Regions from separate parts of the Gossypium hirsutum genome. Here regions 2, 3, 4 and 5 are each linked to region 1. Evidence: chromatin contacts called from public Hi-C data. All regions are on one chromosome and are shown on one strand. The core of a region is the stretch at or near the end of the contact, and the rest is flanking DNA. Distances in the headings are between cores, read along the strand shown. Region 1 holds the start of LOC107910296 (high mobility group B protein 3). Region 2 holds the start of LOC107948222 (histone-lysine N-methyltransferase ATXR7). Region 3 holds the start of LOC107910686 (dolichol-phosphate mannosyltransferase subunit 1). Region 4 holds the start of LOC107910300 (dolichyl-diphosphooligosaccharide--protein glycosyltransferase subunit 1A). Region 5 holds the start of LOC107908088 (probable serine/threonine-protein kinase PIX13).

Region 1 (5,387 bases), core at 2,769-5,268:
AGGCCGAAATTAGCCTCGTCAAAACCCGTGAGTAACAAACCCGAGCCATTTAACTCCTAAAAATTCCAGTACTTATTATTTCTCCGGATTAAGAGTATGATTTTGCCAGCTCATAAAGTCAGATCAACACTAAGTCAAAAAAGACGTCGTTTGAGTTAGTGTGGTTAGACGTACAGTTGGAATTCCAAAAGGAACGTTTCTAATCGGTTTTCTGTGAACACATTGGCGTGCCAAGTGGAGATAGCTGTTTGGTTCCGTCAAGGGAAGTAGTAACCGGATTTAAATGTCCCAAGCGGTTGAGGACATTGGTTCGAGCTAGGCTCTTCTAGAACGCAAGGCTACTGGAGTTCTAAATCACGAACGTTTCGTGGTTGTTTGATCGGTAAGGGTTAGTTATTGGACGTTCCATAACTAATTTACACAAGGGAGAGTTGGTGTCCGAGGCGTCCTTGGTAGCTATAACTAGCTTATTGGAAAAGAGGAGTTCATCTAATTTCGAGGATCGGTTCAAAGACGAGGAAAAATCAGTGCCTAAAGCTGAGCTTATTTTAATTAATTTTTCTTCATATTTATTTAACTACTTTTTATTATTTATTTTCAACTTTTACTTTTTACGCATTTTATTTATTTATTTCAGGTTCCAGGTTTTCGATTTTATCCTTCCCTCCAAATTTCTTGGGCACGACAATTGCCCCGACATAAATCTGGTCAAGAGAGCAACAATTTGCAGTAAACCCAGTCTCTGAGGGATCGACCCTACTCCCTATACTGCTTAAATTTGCAAAATTAGGTGTAGGTTTATATTGGTGGATTCAACGCCCATCATTTATACTAGTGGCCTTGCTAAATTAAGAGCCAACTAGTGTAGAAAATCAAGGAAAAATATTCCATGATATAAAAAATATCCCAAAATAATCTCCCACTAAGTCAACAATTTCAGCTAATTATTCTTGGAAAAATTCTGCTTTGGCCCTCCTTCTTTGCTTCTTTCTTCAATCTAGACCAATTGTTTCCTTTTTCTTCTATTTAGCCCCAAATTGCACCCCTGCACAAAATTCAACAAAAACATGGAAAAATTAGTGGTGCACTCTCATAAATTAACCAATTTAATGACATAAAATATGTAACTTTGGCATTTAATCAGACTGTCCGTCTATTAATTACAACATTATTTAGTCATGAAGTCATTCCACTAAAGTACCATGACTAAGATCTCCTTATTATATACTATTACAAAAGCTACTTTATCAAGTGTCCGTCTAATGACCTTATCATATATGTGTTACCCTCATAAGATATTCTTAATATTTTTGGGATAAATTTGTTGTCCCAATATGATCCTATTTTATCTCGTGGTAACTATTACATCCTCCTTCATGAAAATTCAATTACGAACAAGTAGTAATTAAATCATTCGTTTTAAGACAAATGACTTGTGGCGACGTTACTTTTCATCTATCATATAATGCCAATGAGAGAATATCATTTACCCTTTGTTAGGCTATGAATTCCACTATTATAAGTGAAGTTATGTCATGCAGAAGTCAAATACCCAACATACCAACTTTCGAATCTATTACCAATTAAACTTAGGCTATTAATACATCAAATCATACGAGTCACTCATACATAGTCCGTCACTTATTCAAGATTAAAGTAAATTACACTATGAACGTCACAAGTGAATAAATCCATAAATAGATTTAGGATTTACTCTACTTGGGTCCTGTCCAATGTACTGCTAATCCAGACATTCACATCTATATATTTATCTTTTGGGAGTCATCTACTTCGATACCAAATACAAGGTATGTTCCTATTTGGAATTGATAGATGACATATTAGTCTTTCAATTAACTTGCTGAATTTCCATTATACTATGTACGTGTTAGATTATCTATTAATACAAGTTGTCTTCTTGAATTATGATCCATCCACATAATGCAACTTAATATTAGTTAAACATTAGGCAATCAATGAGCCAATATTTTCTTTTATTTTGTTTCGCGTGCAAAAACCAATGAGGACAATAAACAAAAAAATATTAATAATAATGATGGAGTTTTATTAAACTAATTTGTTTGAAAATTTTCAAGTACATAGACATAATCACTACACTAAAGACGCTAGATCCCAACTCCAGTTGCATTTATAGATTTGATTAATCGTATCTTCCAACAATATGTTGATAAATTTTTGGTGGTGTTCATTGATGATATTTCAACGTATTCGAGGTCCGAGGATGATAATGATAGACATCTCCGAGTTGTTCTACAGATTCTCTAAGAAAAGAAGTTATCTGTGGAGTTGAGTAAATGTGATTTCTAGTTGTCGAAAGTGATTTTTCTTGGTCATTTTATTTTGACGGTTGGTGTTAAAGTTAACATTAAGAAGATAGAACTATCTTCGAGTGGAAGGAACCTAAGAATGTTACCAAGGTTAATAGTTTCTTAGGTTTTAGCTAGATTTTATTGTCACTTTGTTAAGGGTTTTTCCATGATTGCCACTCCGTTGAAGAAATTGTTGTAAAAAGGTAAGCCATTTGAGTGGAATGAGAAGCATCAGGAGAGTTTAGAGTAATTAAAGGCTATTTTAACTAAGGCTCTTGTTTTGAATCAACCAGAATTAAGGGAAATACTATTATTTACGATGATGCTTCATATACTGGTTTGGGATATATGATGATGTAAAAGGGGAAGGTAGTGACATATGCTTCAAGGCAATTGAAAAATCATGAGTGGAACTATTTGACTCATGGTTTAGAGTTGGTGATGGTGGTATTTGCATTAATGATATGATGACACCATCTATATGGTAAGAAGTGTTATATTTACATTAATTACAAGAGTCCCAAATATCTTTTAACTCAGAATAAGTTGAACTTGAGATAGTGAAGATGGATTGAACTATTAAAGGATTATGATTATATTATTGATTATTATCTGGGTAAGACAAACGGTGGTGTTGATGCTTTGAGTAAGAAGTTGTTGGTGGACTTGAGACCTATGTTTGCTCGGTTATAGTTGGTGGATGATGGTGGTCTTTTGGCTGAATTGCAAGTTAAGCAAATTAGAAGTTGTTAGCAAATTAGAGATAAACAATTGGTTGATGTGAAGTTGTTAGCAATGAGAAGGTAATTTGAGGAAAATAGAGCTAATGACTGTGATATCGATAATGATGGTCACTTGATGTTCTAAGAGAGGATTTATGTGGCTAGTGATGAGGAGTTGAAGCATGATATACTTCAAGAGGCTCACAACAGTTTCTATGCCATGCATCCTGGAGATAACAAGATGTGTTGTAATTTGAAAGGTTTGTATTGGTGGTTCGGTATGAAAAGGAAGGTTACCGAGCATGTTGCAAAATATTTGACTTGTCAACAAGTCACAGTTGAGCATTAGTTTCTATCAAGTTTACTTTAGTTGATTGCAATCCCAAATACGATGATTTTTTTGATTAGGCTGTCTTTGACTTTGAAGAAAAGATGAAAAATTTAACTAATATTAGTGTGAAATATTTTCACATCGCTATGACAATGCGACTACCATGAAATAGCGACTGGTATACCACTATAGTGCTGCTTTTCGAAACCCTTCTTTGCACTGCCCAACAAGTCAATTACAAGCATTGAAAGAAGAAGGAATTCAAAGATTCCTAGCTTACAACCCTAGTAACAGTAAACGTAGCCGTACGATTCAATTAAAAGATTAGTATAAGTTTTGTTTTTAATCTTGGATGAATAGAGTAATTTGAGTGGCGGTGTGGCGTAAAGTTGAGCTGAAAATGGACTTGGGGAAATTTTTTGAGCCATTTTAAGGTCCATGTATGAAGGCCCTGAAATAAATGGATTGGGCTAGAATCAGGGGAAGGGCCCATTAAATCACGAATCAGGTGAGAGAGAGAAGAAGCACAGAGGAAGCACAACAAAAGAAAGAGGTGAGAATCTGGAAAGCCAAAAAGATTAGGAGTGACACAGCCAATAACATAAAAGCACACAGATCGATGACGTGGCATGAAAATTCCAAATCCCGCCTAAACCCCCTCAATTCTCATTTCGCGTGCAATTGAATTTCAATTTGCCCAAAACTTAATATCTCCGCTTTCGAGTTTCGGCCTCTCAACTCAACCCTCCTCTATTCTCAACACATCTCTATTTCTATCGCACTTTTATTCCCCTATTCCTCTCTCCCTCTCTCATCCGTAACTCTAACCCTAGCCCTCTATCAGGTATTTCCCCGTCGATTTTTATCGAATTTCCACTTCTTTCTATCGATTTCATCTGCTTTTTCACTCATCTGCGATTTCATTTGCAGGATTCAAACATGAAAGGAGGTAAATCCAAGTCGGATGCCAAGAGCGCCAAGTAAGCTTTTCTCCTTTCGGCTCTTCAGATCGCGTGTTCTAGGACCTCAGATCGTGATGTGTATTAACGTTTCCTATTATTTGACTTTTATTTTTTTTTTTAATTTTTTGGTTCGTTTATAGGCTCTCCGTGAATAAGAAATCAACCACGAAAGCTGGAAAGAAATCGGGGAAGGCAGCTAAGGATCCAAACAAGCCAAAGAGGCCTGCTAGCGCCTTCTTCGTTTTCATGTAATCATTCATGAATCTCTCCTGTATTTGTCGGTTTTCTTTAAATTTTTTGGTTTGTTCCGTTTGCTTCGTGGAAAACTCTGGCGTTTATATTCTTCGTAAAAACCACAATCGAAGAGGTGAATTGAACGATTCTTGTTATGGTCAAAGCAAAGTTGATCTTCGAGTATGATTTTACTATTTACATTCATATTTCATCTACTTTTTTAATGTTGATTTCGTGATAAAAGGGAGGAGTTCCGCGAGCAATACAAGAAGGAGCACCCTAAAAACAAGTCCGTTGCTGCTGTAAGTATGACCATTTTTTTTTTTTTGGATTTTCTTACAGGTTTCTTTCCTTTTCCTTTTTTTATTTTGTTTACTTAATTTCTCTTTTGGATTCAAATTCAGGTTGGCAAAGCCGGTGGAGATAAATGGAAGAGCCTTTCTGAAGCTGTAAGTATTTTTCTACGTTCAGCACTGAAAATAATCTTCAACATAGATGCAAATATGCATCCTGATTAATGTAAAATATATGATTTTAGGAAAAGCGACCTTATGTTGATAAGGCCGAGAAACGAAAGGTCGAGTATGAAAAGAACATGAAAGCCTACAATAAGAGACAGGTAATTTGCTGTTATCTTTTGTTTATACATATAATTTGATGAGTTAAAAGTTAATAAACTTTTTGGATTAATTCCAGGCTGAGGGTCCCCAAGAAGATGAGGAGGAATCTGAGAAGTCTGTATCTGAGGTGAATGATGAAGAAGAAGATGATGATGAAGGCAGTGGAGACGTGAGTTGCAATTAGTATC
Region 2 (4,897 bases), core at 2,071-4,570, 380 kb before region 1:
GAGAAGTTAGTAGATATTTATGATGATTCATCCATGAAAATTTAAGAAAAGAAAAGGACTAAATTGGAAAAGGGAAAAAATAACTTAATCTATCTATTTTGGGGATCAATTTGCAAACCCTAGTTAAGAGGGAGAAATTCAAGCAAATTTTCATCATCTTCCCTAAATTTTTCTATGGAAACCCTAGTTAAGAGAGAGAAATTCAAGCAATCTTAATTGGGTAAGTAATCATGTCCTGTTTTTAGTAATTTTTACATTTCCGAGATCGTAATAACCTAATCGATCTATTTTGGGGATCAATTTGGAAAGTTATCAAATTGTTAAAATTTTTCCATGGACGAGTATGCTAAAATTTTGAAATTTATGGTAGAAAATGAAAGGTTATTGATAGATAAACAACTTTTGTAAAGGAAATTTTTATGAAATTGTGATTTAGGGACTAAATTGAAAAGATGTAAAATTTATGGAAAATTTATAATTTTTGTGAAATACATGGACTGTTATTCTTATATGAAAAATTTGGCTAGGCTTGGAATAAGGATTAAAATGCATGAATTTCATTTTTCCAAGCCTAGGGATGAAATTAAAATTAATTAAAAGTATAGGGGCAAAATGGTACTTTTTCCTAAAATGTGAATTTGATTGAATTGAATATGAATTTCATTAAATTGAGTTAAATTTACTCGAATAGATCCGGATAGGCCTAGTACGAAATTGGATCGAGGAAAACAAAAAGTATCGAATTAGTAGATTTCCGTATACGAGCAAATGACGAGGTAAGTTCGTGTAACTAAATTATGTATATTAATATGTTTGAATTGAATGTTGTATATGTGAATTGTCTAAATGTCTTATGTATGAAATTAATCACATGTCCAATAGCCCGATAAGTAATAAGTCCCTGTTTGAATAAATGAAATTCGAATGATACACGATTTCCCATATTGGTTGTGGTCCTGCATATGTTGCGGACACTCCATAGCTCGAAAGAGCACCCTGTTATAAGCCCTCTTGAGCTTCCCGTTACATGGTTCCAGTTCATGTGAGCATTCCGATCAGTATTGGTCCTGCATGTGTTGCGGACATACTGCAACTCTTTATGAGTGTCCCGATATATGGCTCTTAATGAGCTTCCTGATATGGCTCGCCTGAACTTCCTAATATATGGCTATCCGAAGCTTCCTAATAATAGCTCTTCGGGGTTGCCTGTTAAGCTCACATTAGCTTTCTGTTTTAAACTCTTATGAGTTTCCTGTTATAGACCGGATAAGCTTCTTGTTACATGGCTCACATGAGCTTCCTGTTATATGGCTCACATGAGCTTCCTGTTATATGGCTCGAGAGAGTGCTTCTTGATTTTGTTCTCTAATGAGTACCCCTGAATATGAATTGACGGATTACAGTTTTTTAAACTTTAAGTGTACTACATGCGTGTCCATCGATATTTCAAATAAATTTAACGGGTAAAGTTCCGATATGGGCTAAACTAAACTTGAGACGATTTGTTATGAAATGTACATGTTATATAGAAATATGATAAGAAAAGTATATGGATATGAAAGTTATTATATGATGAGCTCATCCATATTTCTTGACAATTGTGTGAATTACAATGACTAACATGTTTGATAAAGTTGGGTGTTTAGGCTATCAGCCAAATTTCTTGGATGCATTTTGTATGTTTACTTTAGTGAAAATGAATGGTAAGTTAAATTTCCAGTTATACGAACTTACTAAGTATTAAATGCTTACTCGGTTTTTCTTTTCTTTGTTTTATAGTACTCGGAAGCTCATGGAGGTTAGAACTTGGTCGGAGACACATCACACTATCCCTTGGACTTCTTGGTATATAAAGTAAGCTAACTTTTGGTATAATGGCATGTATAAGCTAAGTTAGGCATAATGATGAAATATTTTGGTTGTAACTAGCCATTGGAATGGCTAGTGTAAGACATATTTTGATGAAATTATATAAAGCTTTATCAAGTTTGATGTGTGATAAAATGGTGAGATGATGGGGAGCATACAAACCTATTGATGAATGGTTTTGAATTAGCATAATTGATAAAGTATGCTTATAAGCATAAATGTGTTTTTGGTAAGTTTAAACACTTGCACATAATATGTCATGTATAAAACTTGGTATTGACATTAATTTGAGGGTTATGAATTGGCTTGTGAATTGTTTAGATGATGCTGTAGGTGAAAGGCAAATTGGGTGAGAAAAGTGGCCTGAAAATGACCTATTTTTTGTCCACACGGGCAGAGACATGGACGAGTGTCTCAGTCGTGTGTGACACATGACCATGCGCACGGACGTGTGGTTTAGCCGTGTGTCCCCTGCATTTAATTTTTGAAAATTAATTGTCCACACGGCCTAGCACACGGGTGTGTGGTTGGCTGTGTCACCCAAATTAAAGAGTTACACGGGTATCGACATGGGCTGGGACATGGTCGTGTGTCTCACATCGAATGCACACACGGCCTAGGACATGGGCGTGTCACTTGGCCGTGTGAGCCACACGGCCTGGCCACACGGGCGTGTGTCCCCTGCACCTAAGAAAAATTTTAAAATTTCACGAAAAATTTTATGAGTTCCCGGTTTAGTCCCAACTTGATTTTAACGCACATTTTGGGCCTCGAGGGCCCATTCAAGGGACGATATGATTGAAAATGTTTGGTTTTGGGTATGAATAGTAAGTAACATTAATTTACTGTAATTATTCCATAAACTCCGGTAATGCTCTGTAACCCTGTTTCGGCGACGGATATGAGTTAGAGTGTTACACAAGAGCTCTACTCTAATGATAACAAAAACTTATCAGCCTTACTCGAAAAGGGCTATAATTGAGTAGAACTAGGGCTAGCTCTACCTTTATGAGGGCTACAGCCTGATGGGTAACACTTGGCAACTATTCCCACTTTGGCAATATTAAAGGATTCTCCCTTCATACATTGATGGACTTCAATGGTTCCCTACCATTCATTAAATTTCCCTATAACTCCTCACATACTCCTTTTAACTATAAATAAACCAGAACGTTGAAGGGAAATTCACAACTTCACAAATATTTCGCTTGATCAGTACTTCCATATTTATTTTAAATTTTATTTTTGAGATTTGTAACTATTTCTTTTAATAATTTCAACTCCATAATTGCGTGGATTATTGACTTTTGATGTAATCGTATTGCTTCAAAGTTCATATATCCATTCATCGGCCAAAAGCGAGCCCAATAAATGAGAGGGAGAGGCCTGAAATAAACCCAAGAATAAAAGACGAAGAAAAATGGCTTGAAATTAAAATAGGGAAATAGCAGCCGGCATCTCACACGATTGCGAATGCCACTGCCATATATGAAGAACAATAAATACAAAAAAGCTCAAGGAGCGGAGCGAGTCAGAAGTGAGACTCACTTATGAGAGAGAGAGAGAGAGAGAGAGAGAGAGAGAGAGAGGGAGGTAGAGGGAGGTAGAGGGAGGGAGGGAGAGAGGTGAACTTAATTTTGCTTTCGTCTACTTTGTAATTTTGTAAACCCCAGAAAAGAAAGAAAAAAGAAACTACAATAGGAAGAGGCCAAATTAGTCGTGAATACAAGAGCCGGTGGTTTCCCCTAATTGGGAAAATTTCTTTCTATCGAAATCCGTACTACTCTATTGGATTTGGAACCAACTACCGGCAGAGTTTTGCAGATTACCGTGAGGATTGGATTGCATTGCATTGGATTGGATTGGATGGGTATGCAATAGAGTTTCAACTGTGTATGTATGTGTACGGATAATAGATTACTATGATATATGCCTTTTTCTTTCATCTTGGAAATTTGGGCGCTACTATTCGCAGATGCAACATAATTAGATCAGTTTTCTTTTTTTATTAGGTAATAATACATTTATGAGAATTGAGGTTAGTTAGATTTGAATTTTGATTCAGGTCTGCCCATGGTTTCCTCAACATCCCCTATTGACGAATATGATCACCCTAATTTTTCCAGAAAGCGCCTTAAAGTTTCGGATCTCTCTGCTGATTTTGCATCTTCAAATCGCGGGTATAATTATTAATATACGGTTTTTTGGTTGATGACGCTCTTATTTACATTTTTTTAATCGTATTCATGATTTGACAGTGACGAACAATCTGCAACGGAGATGAGTTGCCAGTCTAATGGAAATAGCAGTGGTATTTCTCAATCTTGTAACGGCGGTGGATCTTCATGCGACAAGAGTTACTCTAGCTATGCGCCATCATCTTCTTCGTATGTGAGTGGATGGATGTATGTCAATGAACACGGCCAGATGTGTGGTCCTTATATCCAGCAGCAGTTATACGAAGGCTTGTCTACTGGTTTCCTGCCGGATGAGCTCCCTGTTTATCCTGTAGTCAATGGGGCTTTGATCAATCCTGTTCCCCTAAAGTACTTTAGGCAGTTCCCTGATCATGTTGCTACTGGGTTTATATATCTCACTTCACCCACAGCTTCCAATTATTTAAAATCTTCATTTACAAATGTCCAACACACTCCTTCCCCTTCGCCTTCTCAATTCAACTGCAATGTAAGTTCCGAAGCATTTAGCTTTGTATTGCAGGTATTATTGTCCCCCCCCCCTCTGGTTTCCCCTTTTTCTCCTAAGGTGCCTTTGGATGATTTTCACCTTTTTTGTTCCAGTCAGGTGAAGATGAATGTTGGTTGTTTGAAGATGATGAGAGTAGGAAACATGGGCCCCATTCTCTTTTACAATTGTATTCCTGGCATCGCTGTGGGTATCTTGCAGATTCCATTATGGTAAGCCGTAAGCCTTGAAATTCTCAAGTCATGATTCATCACTGCAGGAACTGTTCATTTGTATCAACTGTAGGGTCCTATGAACTCTTTCGAAACTTGTGTAGGTATTGTGG
Region 3 (5,382 bases), core at 2,175-4,674, 450 kb after region 1:
GAGGTAAGCATTCTGGCTCAACTGTGCATACTGGAGAGTAATCAAGATTTTATTTAGGTGGATATTAGAGAAAATATCATGTCTAGGAAAAGGAGATTTTTCAGTGCTATGATTTTATCAGTATGAACCAATGAATATCTGTGAAGGCCCTTTAAGTCAAAAGGACATGAAAATAATAAAGGGGTGATAGGCTATATCTGCCTAGGGGGCAATTTTCTGATGTAAGGGTTTGTTTTCTCTTTTAACAAATAAGGTTACTAGATATATCTTCTGCTTGTTTGTACAGTTTGGACATCCTGAATGGATTGACTTTCCAAGAGAAGGCAATGGGTGGAGTTATGAAAAGTGCAGAAGGCAGTGGACCCTGGTGGATACCGATCACTTAAGATACAAGGTCAATGGTCATTTTATTAAGAATTTGTTAAAATTTCTATTCTGTATTCCATCCTTGACCCATCCTTGACCCATCTCCTTATCCTTTTCCAGCTAAGATTTGAACATTTTAGCATTAGGGCATAAGCTAGTAAATATGTGCCAACAGACCGATTCAATTTCTTTCTACCTTTTCATTTCAATAACATAATGCTAAGATCCGCATCAAAATCCAAGTTGAAAGGTCAAGAATTTAGTTGAACATGGACCATTGTTTGCAATTTGGTGATCATTTTGGAAATGCTCACCTGCTTTTTTAACTTTGAAGGCATCTGTATAATCTATTTACAGACTGAAATTTCTTTTGTATTAATCATTATTGTATCTTTTTTATGTCTCTCCATTCAGGAGCTATGCAATATTTACATAAAATTTTCCCTTTGCATTTGGTTTTGCAGTTCATGAATGCATTTGATAGAGCTATGAATGCACTTGATGATAAATTTTCATTCCTCTCATCGACAAAACAGATAGTGAGCTGCACTGATGAAGAAAACAAGGTAAATCTACAATGGTAGTTGAGTGGTTAGTGTAAGACCATTGCAGCTGTCGATCTAATTCAGGATGCAAAATACATGCACATATGACAGTCAAAAGTTGTTAACCGTTTTAGGATTGAATTTTTATTTTTAGAATTAATAAATTGTTTATTTATCAATCTTTTATGGCTATCCAAAAACTAAAAGATTGCAATAGCAAGTAAACAAGATTATTGTTTCCTTTTGAGTTTCAAGTACGTATGGTAATAAAATGGAAGGTTTCTTGCTATGTCATCATGCTAGTCTAATTTTTCTTTCTTCATTTTACCTCCAATGGGATAGAGATAATGGCACCATACCCTTGTTTAGTTCTCTGCCGTATAACATTCCATTGCCATGTTTTAACCCCTTCAGTTTTGGCGGATGCATTAATGGTTTCTTGATTTAGGTTATCGTCTTTGAGAGGGGAGATCTCGTTTTCGTGTTCAACTTTCATCCAGAAAATACGTATGATGGGTATGTATGCTTCAAGTTATGAAAATTTGTATTTATTTGTGTTTGTACAAGGAGCCATTTACGGCTAGAAACTGATCTACTTATCTATATATGCTAGAAATAAATTACTTGTACCCTAAAACTCTTCAACTAACTATTGTGTGAAACATGCAGGTACAAAGTGGGGTGTGACTTGCCAGGGAAGTATAGAGTTGCCCTGGATAGTGATGCTTGGGAATTTGGTGGGCATGGAAGAGTAAGGAACTCCTGCTATTGTTGTTATTCTTTCCTTTTGCTATTGCTGAAAGAGTTGTGTTTTTATCTTGGCTTGATTTCTGGCAATTGGGAATTCACAGTACTAATTTCATGAATTTTCGTGGGACTTTAAAACAAAATGTTGATTATTGCCTTGGGTCTGGGACTGGCCTGTCTACCTGGCAACTAATGAAGCAATAGCATCTAAAGCCTCTCTTTGTTAGTCATCTATGAATTGTTTTCTCTCCTGGTAATGCTAAAATTAATCAATCTTGTAGGTGGGTCATGATGTGGACCATTTTACATCCCCAGAAGGGATTCCAGGTGTACCTGAAACTAATTTCAACAACCGCCCTAATTCTTTCAAAGTACTCTCACCAGCTCGCACATGTGTGGTATGATTATCACTTCCTGGGCTTCCTGATTATATTATATCATATCATCCATCACAGACCATGCTTAGCATTGATAGTTGTGTATATTTATTGTTGTGCACTTAGGCTTATTATAGATTTCCAACCTTATATGGTATCATGGACATCGAATCTCCGCCTGTATCTACGGTCAACATGGACTGACAGATTTCTTACAAATTTTCCACAGGTTTATTATAAAGTGGATGAAAGTGTAGAAGAAACTAATGGTATCAATGTAATTAGTGTCAGTGAGACATTAGAAATGGATGCATCAAAGCAGAAGAATGCTGAGGAATCGGCTATCTTGGTAGGTGATATAATCTGTGGCTGTTTATATGGGCCCTGAGCCTAGGAATGAAAACTTGAACTGACAGATTGTTTAAGATTCTCCCCAGGTTGATCATGGAGATAAAGAAAATCCACAAGAAACTAATGACCGTGACACCGCCAGTTTCGATGAGGAATTGCAAAAAGATGGAGCAAAGCAGGAAAGTATTGAAGAACCAGCAGCTTCTGTGCTAGACAAAAAGATTGTGGGAAGTAAGTTAGATGAGCCGGAAGTGGAAGAGATGGAGGACAGAACCCCGGACGACTAAGCTTTTCGGCTCCTGCGCCAACCCTATGCGTAATAAGTGCTGGTTTTTGTTTTGTGAATAATAATAATAATAATAATAATAATAATAATAATAATGTGAGGAATGAGTAAGCAGGGGATTTAGTTTTGTTTGCAGTTTGTAAATTGTATGTAGACAACAACAGTATAGTCTGCTTAATTACTAGTTATTGCATCGAAATTCCCATGTCTGATCATGAGATTTCAACTTCAACGCTATGAGCTGAAATACTTCAATAAAACAAAGGTTAAAATATTAAATAAAATAAATAAATAAAACCCTGCACTTTACTAGTTTATTTATATAAATATGTATACTTTGTATACACTTAACTAAATCCTTAACCAACTTGTAAGTGGCAGACGTATTATAAGTTTAAGGAATTCATTTGTCTTTTTTTCCTCTACTTAAAAAATAGGTAAATTAATTTTTGTATATTAAATTAAAGAATAAATTAATTTTTTTATTAAAATTTTTGTACATTTATAACGCTAACAATTGGTGTAGTGATGGAATAATCAAAAGATCCGGTTTATTTTTTGATTTAATGTACAGAATCAATTTGTCCATATTTTAAGTGAAAGAATAAATGTAATCAGACTTTTAATATAAAAAATTCCCTAATACTTTTAGCCTTGTAAATCTTTTTCACTTTTTAGTTATATCTAAAATAAATCCTTAATCTTTAATTCATACCTACATAAACTTTCATTTGAAATAAAAAGTTGCCGTTATTTGGACCAGATAGGATTCTGCAAACTTTGAGTAAAATTCGAGGGATTTTTAGTATTTTAACCAATAAAAAATTCTCATTTAGCATTTTATTCTTTTGCAGCATTGTAGCTCAATTATGGGAGTCCGGCTATGAGATTAACCGAGTTGGTACCTTCTCGGTTGAAGCGGCCTGCTTTGTTCCTAGGCCTTAGCCCAATTTCAAGGTAGTCTAGCAAGCAAAAGTCAGCATCCCGATTCATCGTTGAAAAATTCAAATGAGAAATGAGTCAGCGAAACAAAAGAACACAGAAAATAAAGATTTAGGCCAAGGTATTTACACAGAAGAAGAAAAAATGGAGCAGAAGAACAAGTACAGCATAATAGTACCTACTTACAACGAGCGCCTCAACATTGCTCTCATCGTCTATCTCATCTTCAAACATCTCCGGTATTTCTCCCAACTTCAATTCTCTCTCCTTTAAAATTTTTTTTTTCTTTGATCGCTGAACTCTTAATTTTAGTATTTTTAACGTGCTCTATCGAGATCTGATTACATATCTCAAATTCGTGCTCTTTCTTCTGCCCCTCTTGTATTCATCGAGTTTATAAGTGGCGTCCCGTTCAGTATTTTCATTTTATGCAAATGATTTGAATTGGATAATGAGTATACATAAATATGACAATACTGTCATATTTAGTTTCTGTTTTCTGGAATAAATAAATTATCCGGCAATATATTGAAGCGCCTGTTGTTTTTATATAACTCTACACTTTCCCCCCGGATTTGGTGCCTATACATATGAATTAATTATACACTTAAACAGCCTTGTGAAATTAAACCGTAGGAGTTTAATCAATGATCCTATTTTTTGTCCTTTTAGTAGTATTCTTCTAGTCTTTGTAAATTCAAGTGGCTATATGTTAAAACTTCTCAAATTTTGATGTTCTTGGGGCCAAAGTTTTCACTACAAATCAGTACATTATTTGAATTAGTTTCCACCTTTCCCACTATGCCATTGCTTTGTGTCTGTCATGGGGCATAAAGGATTTATTTTCATATAAAATTAATGACAATGTAACTGGCCTAACACTCGCGAGATAAGTGTACCTACCTTAAAAACCTTTCCTCTTATACTGTGGTAGTTTGCAATATCTGTCATATTTATGTAACTACTTGTGATATTGCCTGGAGTAGGGATGTAGATTTTGAAATAATTGTTGTGGATGATGGGAGCCCTGATGGTACTCAGGAAGTTGTGAAACAACTGCAGAAACTTTATGGTGAAGATCGTATTGTAAGTTCCATTCTCATCTACCTTCAAAATTGGATCTATATGTAATCCGTCTTGCTGATCAATTCCTGTGCACCTCTGCTTCTGTTTCCTTACTGTTACAGCTATTGAGACCTAGACCTAAGAAGCTTGGATTGGGTAAGTAAGACCTATTCCCTTTCAGGAGTAATAGGTGGAGCTAACCTTTGGGTTGTTATCGGTTTCAACTTTCAGGAACAGCTTACATTCACGGTTTGAAGCATGCTTCTGGAAATTTTGTTGTAATCATGGATGCTGATCTGTCACATCATGTAAGTATGATTGTGTTTCTTTATACCTCTTCTACCGGTTAAATCCATTCACTTGTTTTCTATAATGTAAGATATCTTCAATCTTGTTTTGCAGCCAAAATATTTGCCATGCTTCATCAAGTGAGAAATCTTTTGGTTAACAACCCTTTTAAGGTTCATAATTGCGTCTAGTTTACTCAAACCTTTGTACTATTTTGGCCCGTGACATCTTATAGGAAGCAGTCTGAAACTGGTGCCAGCATAGTTACCGGAACACGATATGTCAAAGGTGGTGGCGTGCATGGATGGAATCTGATGCGCAAGCTAACAAGTAGGGGAGCCAATGTTCTTGCACAAACTCTTTTGTGGCCTGGTGTATCAGACTTAACTGGCTCTTTCAGGTATGTAAGAACTGA
Region 4 (4,830 bases), core at 131-2,630, 260 kb before region 1:
CTATACAAAGTTGGGTAAACTACACTAGTAATCATTAACTATTAGTAATTTTTTTACCATTCAACTATGAAAAATTATAAAATGATCACTCAACTATTTGATTTTTCCTTTTTTAGTCACTAGTTGTTAGATGGCTAATGGAAATATGACATGACATCTTTTAAAATTGGCATGGTAACAAGTTCAACCCTAAATGTTTCTATATTCTATCAATTTAATCTTAATTCTTTAAAAAATAGGTCTTAATGTTTACACATTACCTAAATTTATCCTGTTTTACATGAAAATATAATTCAATACATGATGAGAAAATTAAAATATATTTTTTAAATTCTTATTAAATTAGATAATTCTCAAATACATTGATTTCGTTATACTTTAAATGGTTGAGAACTTGATATCTCTCGATGACAATTAATTCACTTTTTTTGTTTGTTTGAGTTGGTTGCCATTGATGAAGCAAATCGAAGGTTTTTTTTTCTTTAAGTTGTTAGACTTCAAATTAGGTTGAATTAATGAAATGGGTACTTTTTATTTTCAATGAATTGAATTGGCTAGTTTACAAATTTTAGGTAACTTTGTTTCTTGTTGTTGTTCTTCATTTTTCCATTGAGTTAAATGTAGGGGCAATGCCACAAAGGGATGAAGTGAGAACACTCTAAATGCTCATATTTACTAGTGAAATTCATCGCTTGATGTCAGTTTTGGCTATCGATAATGCAAGTTTACTCATGGTTATGTAAACCTTTCAATTTATCCACTCACTAGACTCAATTAAGTTTATTGCAACTTCAACTTTTGGAAGTTGATGATTCAAAAGCACTTTTATTTTCTTTTATATAGTGGGTTAATTGAACGAGTAGCAAGACTCTCTATGTTCGTTGGAGACATTAAAGCTAATGATGACAATAACAAGAGCAACTCAGTTGAATTGACTTCAAATGAATCAAGTACGGATTTTATGAAATTTGTGAAGAGGGAACTGACTATGATTGAGTCATCTCAACTACTAGTATTCAATCTAACGATAGAGAATTAGAGTATCAAAATTAAAGAATGAGAAAAAGTAAAAATGATGATATTAGGTTTTTTTGTATTTCTATTTTTAGTATACTTTTGATCAAATTTAGTTAATATTTTTTTAGTTTTTCAAGTGAGAAAGTCACAAAAATGCAAAAATATTAAATTACATAATATGTAAATATTGATGATTATATTTTTTAAAATAAATTCTAAATTAACATAACGTATAAATGTCTAAAAATTAAAATTATTACTATGTCAGTTTTAAAAGCAGATACGTTATTTTTCCATTAATCTTTAATTGATGGGTGATAAAAAATATATAATGACTATTTTATTATTTCTCATTTGAAAAAAAAGGAAACTAGTAATTGAGGGAATAGCAATGTAATTTAGCCTACAAGGTAACAATAGATTACCAAAAGAGCCCTCCGTTCACTACAGGAACCAGAAACAAAAGGAGTCAACTAGGGGTCAAGTGCAGTAGAGATTCAGTTTCCCGACAATGGAGAGTTTCGGGTTTTGTTTCCTTATGCTTACAATCGCAATTTTGGCATCACCCGCACTTTCCGATCTGGTCCTTTCCAAAGTCGATCGACGCGTAAGTTTTTATCCTTCTCTATTCAAATTTCCCAGCTTTCTAGGGTTTAATATTATTGATAGTATTCCTTGCGAGTTCATTTCTCTGATTGGTTCACGGCTGCTTCTGAAGATTTTATCCATCTGAAACATCATCTCTTGGGTTGATCTGAACTGCTACAATAGTTGTATCTGTAAAGTTTTTATGTTAAAAGCGTCCCTATGTGTTGCAGATATATTTGACATCACATATTGTTCGGATTTCTTCAACTATGAAGGTGCTTCAGTAACACTCACTTTTCTTTTCATTCTCAAATTGCTAATGCTTTCAACTCTATTATCTCTTTTCGGCTTTATTCTTTAATGTGCTGTTATATTGTCCTTTAGGTGGAGAATGCAGGTTCCGAAAAGGAGTCCAAGGTTTTGCTGGCTTTTCCTGAGCAACAAGCCAAAAATATGGCATATTTGATTGCTACTCCACATGAAGGGAAAGGGAAAGGAAAAAACCCTGTTGTTGTTCTCCCTGTTGAGGCTGCCAACCCAAAAGACATGCCTGCTGCTTTGACATTCTATTCAGTATCTTTGCCTAAGGGATTAGCTGAGGGTGATAGCTTCACTTTTGATGTCTTGGCCGTATTTACCCATGCCTTGCGACCTATTCCTGAGCAAATCACTCAGGCTGATATTCAGCTTGTACTATACCAGGATAGTGCACACTATCTATCTCCTTATGCTGTGAAGGTTCAGTCTCTAAGTGTTAAATTGCCTGATTCTAGAATTGAATCCTATACAAAACTGGAGAACACAAAGATTCATGGTTCAGAAATCAAATATGGTCCTTATGAGAATATTCCTTCATTCTCGTACTCACCCATAGCAGTTCATTTTGAAAGCAATTTACCCTTTGCTGTTGCTCATGAATTGGTGAGAGAGATAGAAATTTCCCATTGGGGTAATGTGCAAGTCACTGAGCATTACAAGCTCATACATGGTGGTGCCCAGAGCAAGGGTGAATTTTCCAGGTTACTTCATATCTTTACCTTTTTATGGATTATGGTGAGCACCGTGCCGGGTTGGAAGTTTGTTTCTGAATTATTACTTTGACACTACAGGCTTGATTTCCAGGCCAGACCCAACGTTCGTGGTGCATCGGCCTTTAGGTATCTTGTTGCAAACTTGCCACCAAGGGCACATTCTGTTTATTACAGGGATGAAATTGGCAATATATCAACATCTCATCTGAGGGGTGACTCCAAAAAGGTTATATTGCTGAGTAGGATTTAAGAGCATCTATCATTTGGTAGTTTATTCTTATTGAAGTACCATTTGTCTTTGTAGACGGAACTATTGATTGAACCTAGGTACCCGATGTTTGGTGGCTGGAGAACTGCGTTTACCATTGGATATGGCTTGCCGCTTCTGGACTTTTTGTTTGAGTCAGACGGGAAGCGCTTTCTTAATATCACTTTTAGTAGCCCAATGGTTGAGTTGGTTATTGATGCACTCATTGTGAAGGTTTGTATCACTTCCTTCCCGAGCTTGCCTAAAACTTGTATAAGTACATATTTCAACTCTTACTAAATAGACATAGTTACACTACTTATTTGTCATGATTAAAACATGTCACCAAGTAATAAAATGGGCACTAATGCTGCTGTCTTATTATGAGCTTAGGATTAAGATATGTACTTGTGTGGTATAATTGCAGTCTGGTGAATGATAAGAGTGTTGTTTTCTTAGCATCCTCTTATTGATCTGGTACTTCGGTTGCAGGTTGTTTTGCCTGAGGGTTCTACTGACATATCTGTAGCAGCTCCATTTCCTGTGGAGCAGTGGCAAGAGGTATTAGCAGGCTTATTATTTCTCTTCTATTGGAACTTATGTTGTATAACATAGGGTCATATTTGTGTTGAACTTTGAGTCTGAAGGCTTTGGTTTTTTATATCTAATGTGTTTATGGTTGTATGCAGACCAAGATCTCCCACTTGGATATTGATGGTAGACCAGTAGTTGTGCTAAAAAAAACTAATGTTGTGCCTGAGCACAATCAATTTTTTCAGGTATTCTTCTTTCTCAATTTTCAGTCTGAATATGCACACTGCTTCTAGCATACTAGTGTAATGCCACCGTTCTGCTACCTCCAAACACAGAATATTGGACATCAGGTTTTCATAATCCTATATTTACAGGGTTAATGGTTTGCTGTTTGTTTACCTTTCAGGTCTATTACCATTTCAGTCAACTATCGATGCTCAGGGAGCCACTGATGTTAATTTCAGGGTTTTTCTTCTTTTTTGTTGCTTGCATTGTTTATATGCATGCAGACATATCAATCTCCAAGTCTTCTGCTTCTTATTTGGCTAAACAGCAGTGGGAAGAGGTTAGTAGGATGTTACTATGCAATCTACTTTGCTCACCCAAATCACCATGTACAAGTGAATTGTTTTGTGAATTTTCTCTGTAATTTCAGGTTCAGGCAGTGATTCAGCAGGTTCAGAATATCATAAGTAGATGCTTGACAACACATGATAACCTGGAAGCATCACTACGTGATCTTTCTAGGACTGGGAACATTCAAGCTTGTAAAGCTGCTCGAAAAGCAGCTGATGGTTTGTTAAAAGAGCTGTCCAAAGAATTGAAACCCTTGCTGACCTTCTTGCAATCTTCTCCATCAGCTGCTCAAGTATTACCCAAGGTTCACCTGTCTTTTACTGTTTGGTGGTGTTGCTCAACTTTTCTGGATCAATTAGATATGGATTTGTTGCCTTTCATGTTTGTCAATTGTTTATTTGTTGCAACATCTTGTTTTGGTAAATTTTAAACCTTAGCATGCAACAGTATTCTTGTTGTAACATGACTATGCATGACAGAAATATTCTGTTTGCTCTGGATGCCAATAGCATTTATGATTTTATTTTGCTCTATATGGAATATTCGTATAAGTGATAATTTTTTTATCTGTGTAGGTGGAGGAGCTGGTGGCTAAGGAGAGAGAATTACAGGAAAAAGTAATGGTGAAGCACTCTACGGTGGTGGACGGCTATGAGAAGAAGTTGGGGGCCCGTGATATTGAGAACCGGGTGGCTTTGCAGCAACAGAAACTTACAGCACTGAGGCAAGAAGTTGATGATCTTCTTGAGTTCATTGATGAAATATAAATTAAGTGCTAAAGTAGGCATAATATTTTGGTCCAAACCATAGACCTGAGCTCCAACTGGAATGACCTTG
Region 5 (4,982 bases), core at 378-2,877, 300 kb after region 1:
TAATTACAGTCATTTTAAAAAGTGTTTTTAATTTGATATTAGTTTTTTTATTATTTACAAATTAATAGAGTCGGTTTATTGAATATTAAGAAATTGAATAGTAAAAAGTGCAGAGTATCTTGAAAATAGTACAATGTTTTAATTATGATTTAATTTTTTAATATTATTAAAAAAATTATTGATATATTAATTTTTAATATGGTATTTGAAAAAAAATTATTATATGTGAATTGTTAAATAAATTAGCATATTTAAATTATATTTAATTATTAGAATAACAAATTAAAAATTAATTAAAATAAGATATTATTTAAAAATTAATTAAAAAATTAAACGAGTAAAATCATATGCAATGAATGTGCCGTTAGAAACTAATTATATAAAAAAAGAGACTCTTTTTAAATTCCTTTTTATTTTTCTAAAATATTTTCATATTTGAAAATTAAATTAAATTTATATTAAATTGAAAATGGAACCAGTTTGAAAAAAAATTATACTAAAAATTATTTCAAAAACTCGAACTAAAAACTTTATTTAAATAATATACATATTCTCATCGCTTGATTTAGGGTGGGTTTGGATAGGCGATTGGGTATGGTGCGGTGCGTTTAGCCTACTTTTTGTCGCACGCTACAGTATTGCTACAGTATTTAATCTCACCGCCACTGCTGTTTTTACACTAACCGCAGGTAAACGCACCGCCCATCCAAACTAACCCTTATTCTATTTATCTTTCGCCTAATACATTGTCATTCAAAATAAAGTAAAAGATCGGAGGTTTAATGCAGGTCATGTCAATGTAATGAAATGAAAATGAAATTCATCTGAGTTGAATGAGCCAACGATAGGGCCCACCTAGAAGCATAGCATAGGGCCCACTTAGAAGCATAGTATAGGGCCCATCAAGAAGCTCAAGCCATCGGGAGGAAATTGCCGTTGACTTCCTCCTTCATTTTTTTTATATTAATTAATTTTCTATTGCTAGCTGTCATGATGTTTTTGTTTTCAAATTTGGTTAAAAATTAAAATTATTTATTTTCCCTTCAATTTATAAAAAAAATCTTTTAATTTTTTATTTAATTTTTTTCTTTTAAAATTGTGTTGTTTATCAAATTATCTCAAAGTAAATGAAAAAAATTAACGTCGGTTAACTTTCTTAATATGACATTCATGTAGGGTGACACTCTACATGTATTTTATAATAATAATTAATTGATTCTTTTTTAAAATTAAAAATATTAAAAAATATTTTTTTAGAATTTTCATACTTTTTAAATAATTTAATAATTTTTATAATATTTTTAGATTTTTTAAAAAATTAATTAATTATTGAGATGACATCTATGTGTATGCCAATTAAGCAAAGTTAATAGACATTAACTTTTCTATCTATTTTAAAATAATTTGATAAGTAATATTAATTTAAAAATTAAATAAAATGTTAAAATAAATTATTATGGCTTAGAAATTTTGTTTTGGTTTTTGAGCTGGAATTCTGATTTGTAAATTTGTAAGGATAAAACGAAAATCTGAAATTTATATTAATTAAAGACTAATTTTTTATCACTCCAATTGTGATGAAGTCTTGTTGATAAATTCTTTATTAAATGGTAAGCAAATTGAAGAAAAGAGTGTAAAATGGGAGGTTGAAATGAGAAATAAGTGACAGAAACAAGAGGAGGATTTGATTAGTATATAAAACCAAGGAAAAAGTCCAAACAAACACCAAGTCTCCATTATCCCGTTCTCCTCCACATCCCATCTACTTGGTTGCTTCGCCCCTCGTTCTTCTCTTCTTCCTCGAACCTCAAGAAAGCTTTTCTTTTTTCTTTTAAAGTCAATAATCCTTTTGACTTGCTATATCTATTCAATCCCAAAGAAAAGATATCGAAATTGCAAAAAGAAAACAAGTTATCAGACCATATGGGGAACTGCTTTGGTACTCAAGTTGATCATCATAGCCAGCCACCCACCCCAGGTACGTACAAACAAACTTGCCTTGGATTTTCCGACAGCAGCAACCACCCCAACCAAACCAATTCATATGATTGAACACACATGCAGAAGATACGAAGAAGCTAAAGGACAGCAGCAACCAACATGGAGTGGTGCCACCTACAGGAAACAAAGAAAGCGGTGGCGGTGAAGGGAACGAAACAAGCAGTGGAAGAAGCAAGGAGGGCGAAGGAGGAGGAGTTCCGGCCAGTGGAAAGATTGTGAGCACCACCTTGAAAATATTCACTTTGGCAGAACTTAAGGCAGCCACCAGAAATTTCAGACCTGATACGGTGCTGGGTGAGGGAGGTTTCGGTAGAGTGTTTAAAGGTTGGGTTGATGATAAAACCTATGCTCCTTCTAAAGTCGGAGTTGGCATCGCTGTTGCCGTCAAGAAATCTAATCCCGATAGCTCTCAAGGCTTGCAAGAATGGCAGGTATTTTACTTTTTTATTTTATTTTATTTCTTATTTCCCATTCATTCTTACAAACATTTATCAACCATGTTAATTTCATTTTAGGACTCTTATTAAATTCATTTTTATCTTTACTTTTAGTACTTTTAAAAAAAATAAATTTATTTTATTCTTAAGTTCGTGTATAATCAGAATAGTCATTATATGATTGAATGAAGAGGCGTATTTGATAATGTAAACACCAGCCAGCAGAATTATTTTGTTTTCCGAAATATACGGCGCGTGTTATTTTATGTATACTTTTCTATGCTTTTTATAATTTGGCCTCATTTTCCATGAGATAGTTGGAATTTTATTACTGTATGTTCATGCAGGTTTAACACAATTGATTTATATTTTATGTATTCCCAGGTTCTCATTGTCTACTTATTTATCAATGTTAGGTTTAGTTGGAGTATTTTTTTTTCTTTTACACGGCAATAAATCAATTCAACTACTAATATTTAGTCCACTCTTATAACTTATTTTTAGTTTTGAAACTTTTTTGAAACTTTTTTATTATTTAATTTTAAGTTTAAATTTGTAGAAACTTTTTTTTATTTTACATCTAATTATTATAATATAGATAAAATTTTTCCTCATATTATTACATTAGTGATAAATGAGTAGTAAAACTACATCAAATTATGCACTGAAATTTGCATTTTTATGTAAAGAAATGATTTTCAAGAATGGTTGCATATGATATGAATGCTTTGAGATTAAGTTGATTTAGGGAATAATATTGTGTGAGAACAGGCGGAAGTTAAATTCTTGGGCAAGTTCTGCCATCCAAATCTGGTAAAGCTGTTGGGATACTGTTGGGAGGAAAATCAGTTCCTCCTTGTCTACGAATACATGCAAAAGGGAAGCCTGGAAAACCATCTCTTTAGATGTAAGTAATTAAGGAAAAACACACATTGATCTATCATATTCATTAAACATGCTATTTTTCGAGAAGATTAAAGCTTATTTTATATGTAAACTCAATGCAGTAGGCGGAGCAGAGCCTCTTACATGGGAAACGCGGCTTAAAATAGCCATTGGGGCCGCCCAAGGCTTGGCTTTTTTGCATACATCAGAGAAGAGTGTAATCTACAGGGACTTTAAAGCCTCCAATATTTTGCTAGATGGGGTAAATTTAAAGCCACTCTCTCTTTCTCTCTCTTTCTTTTACATAATCACTTAATTTTTTAACTTTATAAAAAAATTCATTTAATTTTTGTTTTTTATACTTTAAATTTATATTATTTATTAAATCATTTCAAAATAAATGAAAAAATAATGTTTATTAAACTTTACTGATGTAACATATACATGGATTATCATGTAGATGTCATATTAAAAATTAATTAATTTTTTAAAATTTTAAAAGAATTATAAAAATATATTTTTAAATATCTTTAATATTTAAAATTTTATTAATTGTTAAAGTAATATACACTAATACGTCACCACACCAATAAAATTAATAATTATTAACTTTTCAATCCATTTTAAAATAAGTTAGACAAATAATAAAAATTTAAGAAAAATTTAAGAGCTATGAAAAATTAGATAAAACTTAAAATAATTGTATTTTTTATAAAATTAGGGAAAAAAATATTATTACATTGTTTTGGGGGGCGGGTGGGGTTTGCTTTAGCTTTCTCATATTACGATAGTGCTAATAATTTAGCTATTAAACAAGTTGATTGACCGCTTTTCAGGCCTACAATGCGAAACTTTCAGACTTCGGGTTGGCAAAATTGGGTCCTATAAATGGCAATTCGCATGTCACCACACGTGTTATGGGCACTTATGGTTATGCTGCTCCTGAATATGTTGCCACAGGTAAATTTACCAATCTTTCGCCCACATATAGCATATTTAGAATGAATTCAAAGGTGGGGTAAAGAGAAGGGTTAATATATACCATGTAATTCTAATTAGTAATTTGTTTCTATTTGGTATTTAAATTTTGTTTTTGTACTTAATTGATATCTAATTTTAGAAATCGTAAGTTGATATGGTATTCTTTTTTAAGTATGTGACTAATATCGTTAAAACATGTTAACGTGGTATGAACAATTAATAGAATAGTGACACGTGGTGGCTTCATATTTTGATACATGATAAAAATATGAGGCCGTCTTGTGTCATCATACTATTAGTCATCAATATCACATTAGCACTATGCCAGTTTTTAACGATGTTAATTGGGTACTTAAAAGAAGTACTAAATTGACTTACAATTTAATGTTTAGGTATGAATTAAATTAAAAAAATTAAATACCAAATATAGATATTTCCGTATATACTATCCCTTCAAAAAAATAACGAAGACTGACAAAACATAACAAAATTTTATAGGCCATTTGTATGTTAAAAGTGATGTATATGGGTTTGGAGTTGTGCTGTTGGAGATGTTAACAGGCCTAAGGGCCCTGGATACAAATCGTCCCAGTGGTGAGCACAATTTGGTGGAATGGGCCAAACATTCACTGACTGAGAAGAGAAAGCTCAAGAAAATAATGGACCCAAGGCTAGAAG

The links. Hi-C and Micro-C count contacts between places; a contact is called where the count stands out from the background.
Region 2: a contact with region 1 is called in a Hi-C map of leaf, with 2.6 times the contacts expected there. The contact joins the promoter of LOC107948222 here to the promoter of LOC107910296 in region 1. A contact is called at or near these places in 4 of 34 Hi-C or Micro-C datasets (anther, callus and leaf).
Region 3: a contact with region 1 is called in a Hi-C map of leaf, with 2.8 times the contacts expected there. The contact joins the promoter of LOC107910686 here to the promoter of LOC107910296 in region 1. A contact is called at or near these places in 9 of 34 Hi-C or Micro-C datasets (callus, hypocotyl, leaf and 1 more).
Region 4: a Hi-C map of leaf shows a contact between it and region 1, with 3 times the contacts expected there. The contact joins the promoter of LOC107910300 here to the promoter of LOC107910296 in region 1. A contact is called at or near these places in 6 of 34 Hi-C or Micro-C datasets (hypocotyl, leaf and petal).
Region 5: a Hi-C map of leaf shows a contact between it and region 1, with 2.2 times the contacts expected there. The contact joins the promoter of LOC107908088 here to the promoter of LOC107910296 in region 1. A contact is called at or near these places in 7 of 34 Hi-C or Micro-C datasets (anther, callus and leaf).

What each region holds. Positions count from the first base shown.
Region 1 is chrD02:24,424,722-24,430,108 of Gossypium_hirsutum_v2.1, reverse strand. LOC107910296 (high mobility group B protein 3) reads left to right here and starts at 4,018. Exons shown (of 8, transcript XM_016838103.2): 1 at 4,018-4,227; 2 at 4,314-4,363; 3 at 4,486-4,593; 4 at 4,824-4,881; 5 at 4,984-5,028; 6 at 5,118-5,198; 7 at 5,276-5,368. The coding sequence starts at 4,323.
Region 2 is chrD02:24,805,008-24,809,904 of Gossypium_hirsutum_v2.1, reverse strand. It overlaps LOC107948222 (histone-lysine N-methyltransferase ATXR7), which reads left to right and starts at 3,320. Exons shown (of 20, transcript XM_041088689.1): 1 at 3,320-3,739; 2 at 3,935-4,049; 3 at 4,128-4,587; 4 at 4,668-4,784. The coding sequence starts at 3,736.
Region 3 is chrD02:23,977,612-23,982,993 of Gossypium_hirsutum_v2.1, reverse strand. It overlaps LOC107910686 (dolichol-phosphate mannosyltransferase subunit 1), which reads left to right and starts at 3,424. Exons shown (of 9, transcript XM_016838645.2): 1 at 3,424-3,853; 2 at 4,601-4,700; 3 at 4,802-4,835; 4 at 4,911-4,987; 5 at 5,082-5,107; 6 at 5,203-5,367. The coding sequence starts at 3,681. LOC107910685 (1,4-alpha-glucan-branching enzyme 1, chloroplastic/amyloplastic) reads left to right here. Exons shown (of 15, transcript XM_016838642.2): 8 at 1-3; 9 at 287-394; 10 at 831-932; 11 at 1,360-1,427; 12 at 1,581-1,662; 13 at 1,940-2,056; 14 at 2,265-2,384; 15 at 2,473-2,871. The coding sequence ends at 2,673.
Region 4 is chrD02:24,681,087-24,685,916 of Gossypium_hirsutum_v2.1, reverse strand. LOC107910300 (dolichyl-diphosphooligosaccharide--protein glycosyltransferase subunit 1A) reads left to right here and starts at 1,380. Exons shown (of 10, transcript XM_016838110.2): 1 at 1,380-1,624; 2 at 1,836-1,880; 3 at 1,990-2,624; 4 at 2,715-2,862; 5 at 2,941-3,117; 6 at 3,376-3,444; 7 at 3,573-3,662; 8 at 3,824-3,982; 9 at 4,073-4,297; 10 at 4,569-4,830. The coding sequence starts at 1,529. The coding sequence ends at 4,760.
Region 5 is chrD02:24,127,382-24,132,363 of Gossypium_hirsutum_v2.1, reverse strand. It overlaps LOC107908088 (probable serine/threonine-protein kinase PIX13), which reads left to right and starts at 1,627. Exons shown (of 6, transcript XM_041088683.1): 1 at 1,627-1,978; 2 at 2,065-2,432; 3 at 3,210-3,345; 4 at 3,446-3,585; 5 at 4,160-4,283; 6 at 4,803-4,982. The coding sequence starts at 1,924.